2 separate regions of the Zea mays genome follow, and region 2 is linked to region 1. Evidence: chromatin contacts called from public Hi-C data. All regions are on one chromosome and are shown on one strand. The core of a region is the stretch at or near the end of the contact, and the rest is flanking DNA. Distances in the headings are between cores, read along the strand shown. Region 1 holds the start of LOC100502470. Region 2 holds the start of LOC103640678 (probable inactive serine/threonine-protein kinase bub1).

Evidence for each region. Hi-C and Micro-C count contacts between places; a contact is called where the count stands out from the background.
Region 2: a contact with region 1 is called in a Hi-C map of ear, with 3 times the contacts expected there. The contact joins the promoter of LOC103640678 here to the promoter of LOC100502470 in region 1. A contact is called at or near these places in 3 of 25 Hi-C or Micro-C datasets (bundle sheath, ear and tassel).

What each region holds. Positions count from the first base shown.
Region 1 is chr10:1,548,313-1,551,012 of Zm-B73-REFERENCE-NAM-5.0, forward strand. It overlaps LOC100502470, which reads right to left and starts at 1,284. Exons shown (of 24, transcript NM_001348383.1): 1 at 1,146-1,284; 2 at 1-290. The coding sequence starts at 248.
Region 2 is chr10:1,992,081-1,994,976 of Zm-B73-REFERENCE-NAM-5.0, forward strand. It overlaps LOC103640678 (probable inactive serine/threonine-protein kinase bub1), which reads left to right and starts at 1,612. Exons shown (of 7, transcript XM_008664161.4): 1 at 1,612-1,887; 2 at 2,014-2,158; 3 at 2,380-2,537; 4 at 2,740-2,821. The coding sequence starts at 1,787. It overlaps LOC100282632 (bifunctional aspartokinase/homoserine dehydrogenase), which reads left to right. Exons shown (of 12, transcript NM_001294267.1): 11 at 89-158; 12 at 253-637. The coding sequence ends at 387.

The sequences.
Region 1 (2,700 bases), core at 34-2,533:
GGATAGTCCAGGATGCTGTTCAGCCGGTACATTTTGGCCAGCAAGCCTTCCGCAACCTTGGACAGCTGAACCACCGGCTCCATCTGAAGATGTTTGTGGCTACCAGCAGAAGAGCCTTGCGGCGCATCAGCGCTCATGTTCCTCCAGGTTGCCATTGCGGAAGGAATTGGCTCTTCAACACTTAGGTATTCAGACCACCGGGACATGCCGCTGTCCACATCTTTGCTTTTGAACGAAACATGGGCCATCTCTTCCTTGAGTAGAGAACAGCTGCCTGGTCTTCAAGTGCACTGCAAGTACAGACGCATAAGTTGAGGAAAAGCATGCACTACCCACACAGAGATCAGCCCACTTCATGGCATGGTGAAGAAAATAGGCAATATATTCACCATTTTAAACTTTCAGGCACGCTGTCGGTTACCATCAAAATATGGTCACTGCTAGTAGTCTGATGGTAAACGAAGTGGAAGAGGGACAGCGCTGTAGCGAGCTTGAAACAGCAAGCATAACCTATGCCCCTATACATCCATGCATGTGTCAAAGTAAACACCCTAATTTTAGCTGTGTCCATGCTACTACCCCTGTTCAAAAAAAAAAAACCGGGTGCATCTCCCCAATAGTGGGGTTGATGCTGTGACTCACTGCTAAGCCCTTCCGGACACCACCTGGAGCAACCAACCATTAGAATGAAGGTTTGTCGTCTCCTTCCTCTAACAATTTGGTCGGATCTGAGGGAGACGCCGTGTGGATCTGGGCCGCCGGTCAGTAGGCCATCGGGACGCTGCTCGGCTCGGCTGCTCGACCGCTCCGCAGCACGTCGCCGCCGCCTGCGAATTTGGAACAGGAATGGCGCGCCTCTTGGACCCCACTAGCGGCGAACCCCCACACCAAGCAGCGGTGAACATGCTGGTTTGAAAATGGGAATGCACGCAGGACGGCAGGAGCCACCCGAGGAGGTCGGAATCGAAGGAAGGATAACTCGCAATTGATGAACACAGATACTCAGGAAAGCAGGTGAGCAAGGCAGCAAGCTGGATAGCGTAAATCGACATGGCACCCGGCGGGGATTGCTGCTTGTTTGGGAACACGAACACCGGGACGCCCCGGGCGGAGAGCGAGGAGCAGCAGCGAAGAGACGAGCTCACCTGCGGGACGGCAGCGCCGGTTCGGAGGTCGACCCCCGGGAGGCTCGCTCAGCGCGGGGATCTCGGCGCCATTGCGCGGGGAGGCAGCAGCAGCGGGGCAGTGGGAGGGGAGTAGGCAACCGGACCAGACGAGGACGGATGCGGTGGTTGCGAGTGCCGGATTCGTCGTTACGCCTACGCAATTTACTGGCAAGCGCCCCACCCCCTCTCTCGTGACGCTGCGCGGCGGGGCCCACTTCTGCAGGGGAGTACCGGCCGCGGCAGAGGCTTCGCTGGACGGCTGTACTAGGGCTGGATATCGAGCCAGCTCGGCTCGGCTCGTTCGAGCTCGAGCTGGCTCGTTAAGCTAACGAGCTGGCTCGGCTCGGCTCGTTAAGGTAGCGAGCCACAGAGTCAGCTCGGCTCGGCTCGTTTACGAGCTCGAGCTGGCTCGTTTAGCTCGCGAGCCAGAGCAGAAAAAATAATATGTGTATAATAATCAATTTCTAGTTAATTTCAAACTAATTTAACAACAGAAAATAGTAATTATACTCATAGTTTCATAGACCACATCAATATAACACCAAATTAACACAACTCATCACTCATCAATTCACTATTCATACACATGTTCAGCAGTTTAACCCACACTTATATTCGCATAGACCAATTTCATATATAGACATAATTCATCAATCATTAGTTTAACTTATAGGTTATAGACACCACACATACATATAACATATTCATCAATTGTTACATATATGATATGTATATAGATTTGTTTTGCTGAAATGTGATAGCTCGTTTAGCTCGCGAGCTGGCTCATTAACAAACCGAGCTGGCTCGTTAACGAACCGAGCTAGGATGCCAGCTCAGCTCGTGAAAAAATTCAAACGAGCCGATCCGAGCTGAGCCGAGCTGGCCACGAACCGAGCGAGCCGACGAGCCGCGAGTATTTTGTCCAGCCCTACCCGCGACCGCGAGAGTGCCTCCACCAAGACGGAGACGGCGGCCGTCCAGCCAGCGTCCACGCGATACGGGAGCAACCACGAGGAGGGCTCTCTCAATCCGGCAGCGGGGAACGGGGAGGGACGAGGATTAACCGAACAGGGCTCGTTTTGGAGAATAAAAAACTAATGCTCAGATGGCTCAGATAATTGCCCCGTTTAAGTCACGCTTCCTATATAAAATACATACTATAGCTAATTACATGTATCTGTTGATTTAATTACTCCAAGAGGAGTTTAATATTTATGTTTAGATATATGCAATGACATCATCCAGATGTGTTCGGATCCCTGAAGTATGAGTAACATCAACAGATGTTTCCTTACGTCAAAGCGGCTTGTTGCGACTTATGCAATATTTTGTTTTTATGGATTACAGCGGCAGCAGTCCGAACAGATCATATTATAGATGACATGGCTATGCTAGAAGGAGCTTGTTGCGCCCGATTGATCATCAATTAAAATTTATTTATTTATTTACTACTATAAATCATCATTTTTTCTGGTTTTCATCGTCATCGCTTTGTAAAAAAATATCTCAAGTTTTCTTTAGCCAAATCCTCTAC
Region 2 (2,896 bases), core at 362-2,861, 440 kb after region 1:
CGTGTTGTTTGGAACTTCTTTCGGGTGTTTTTTTTCATGGTGCTGTCTGGTTTTCGATCTTTCATTAGTCTAACGCCCTGGTCTGCAGGTGCCAGGTAGGCCTTAAAGAGCTCCCAAAGGATTCTGCGCTGGGTAGATTGAGGGGAAGTGACAATGTGGTAATGTTACCCTTCTTTCTATTATTTTTTCTCTCTTCATTTGGTTATCCCTGGTTTGAGATTTTACAGAAAAAAAATTATGTGCTGCCATCAGGTCGAGATATACAGCAGATGTTACCAGAGCTCCCCTCTGGTGATCCAGGGCGCAGGAGCTGGCAACGACACCACTGCCGCCGGCGTCCTTGCTGACATAATCGATCTCCAAGACCTGTTCCAGACGATGGCTTGATCGTTGATCGGCATCCACACCAGTACACCATCTTGATTTTTGCAAGGCACCAGAGCGTTTGATACTTTGATCGGTGCCAGTGGAATCCCTCCACTGCCCACTGGTGGGCTTCGCTCCTTGTCATGTGTGCAATTTGTTCACGGGCATGCTCTCAGGCTGAGAGCCTGAGACGTCTGACATTCGAAATGTAATTTTGAGCAGGCGTGTGGGGGATTTCTTTACAGTTTACATAAAGGAACTTTGTTTCAGTGAAATAATGTCGCGGTCTCCACATTAAACTAATAAACAGTCCGAGCTATATTGCCGCTATCTGATAGTGAAATAATGTCGCTGGCAGCCTGAAACCGTGGCCAGTTTGTTGCCAAACACCTTTCTTGGTTGCATCATATCGCACGCGATTCTACTTGTCATCGTCTTTGGAGCCGGCGGGCAGATGGCGGTGCTTTTGCCGTTGCCACTTGCCAGGTGCAGGGCTTGATTGGGACTAGGGTTGAAAACGGTTTCGGAATTTCGAAAACCGTTTCCGGTTTTTTTTGCCGAATTCATTGGTATCGGTATTTTTCGGAAACGGTATCGGTTCTCGGAATTTTGACTCGGAAACGGTATCGACATGTTTTAATTGAACCTACTTTACTTCATAATTGCAAGTTACAAATTATACTGCATGCATGTGATATGTTAGTTTATATGTATTTTTAGTGCTTTTATACGTATTTTTAGAGGAGCAGACTGTTCAACTAAAATTACAATTATGGTGCTCTATTACAATCATCATATATGTGACATGTCAGTTCATCTCTAGTTTTGCACCTAGAAGCAATATCCATTTAATTGAACTTGTTATATTATGAACTTGTGATCTTTGTGGTCAGCTTATTATATTGTGAACTTGTGATCTTTGTGATCAACTTGTTATATTGTGAATTATGAACTTGTAGACTTTTTTTATATTTGTAAACTTTGTTGTGTTATGAACTTGTTATATTGAGATATTTTCATATTGACATGGTTACCGATTGTATTTAAGATTCCAACCGGTATCGATGTATTTTTCGTACCGAACTTTCGATTCCGATGTTTCCGAATTACCGATATCGTTTTCGTTTCCGAAGTTACCGCTTTCGATTTCGTTTCCGATAAAAATATGAAAACGGTAACGATTTTAGTGATCGTTTCCGACCGTTTTCACCCCTAATTGGAAGCAAAGGGTGCAGCGAAGCCTGCAGGTGGGGCCCACTAGCACCTCTCTCGAGTCTTGAGTAACGCCCCACCTCCTCCCCACTGATGAGAGAGGAGAAATTTGAAATCGGGAGGAAGCCCGCCGACAACCCCAAATCCCCGTTGCTCCTGCTCGTCTTGTCGGCAGGCCGCCAATCACTCACTCCTATCCTATCCGCCGATGGCCGCGGCCGCCGCCGAGGATGAGAAGGGGCTCCTGTCGTCGGTAGTGGGCGACATCCGGTGCTACTCCGGCTCCGACCCCCTCCGCCCGTGGCTCCGGTACGGCACCCTCACCCGCCGCTTTTTCTTCCTTCCAAACCCGTTCCCTGCGTCTCCGGCCGCATCGCTTCCTTCTTCGCCCCACGGATGACCGATGGCTTGATCCGCCCGCCCTCTGTCTGCTAGGGGGATGCGGAGGATGGAGAGGGCGCTGCCGCCAGCGACGCTGCGGGAGAAGCTGCCCAGGTTCCTCCAGAAGTGCGCCCAGGAGTTCCAGGACAACTCCCGCTACCGCGACGACCCGCGGTACCTCCGCGTCTGGATCCAGCTGGTCAGCCATTGCTTCTCTGACGTATATGTATCGATATCAAGATACTGCTTCTATTAGCTAGATCATACTGTAGAACCTCGTCACATCTTTGCGTGAATGTTGTCTTCCAGAATCTGGACTAGAACAGTACCCTCGCTGGATAACTTTTCGATGTGAATCATGCTTTGGAGCCCTTCCTGTTGCTATAAGAAATGACCTTACCAGGTTTCTAAATCCTGTAGATGGACTACGTGACGGACGCAAAGCCATTGCTCAAGACGATGGAGAGGAATGGAATAGGCCTCAAAAGGGCTTCGTTCTATATGGCATATGCACTGTATTATGAGAAGCACAGGAGATTCAATGATGCAGAGAAGATGTACCGTTTGGGAATCCAGAAGTAAGCTAAAGCATTTAATACCCCCAATCCCAACACACCCACTTCTTTTTTTTAACTGGATACCACCATCTGCTACTAGAACTGCTGCGGTTGTGCAAGCTGAATGCGCCGCCAACCTAACATTCATGTTAAAATAGATCTCAGTTTATACTTTATAGTTCCTTTGAGAGAAACACTGGTATCTTACTGAAGTTTTTAATAGCCTTGCAGAGCCTATTGGGGAGTTGCACAAAGCACATGAACAGTTTCGTTTCCGCATGGATTCATACAAGAAGAAAGATAAAGTACAACTCTCATTTCATTTGTTACTTAAGTTCAGATCATGGCCAGTGTTAGGTTTGTTGACGTCCCTTTCTCTA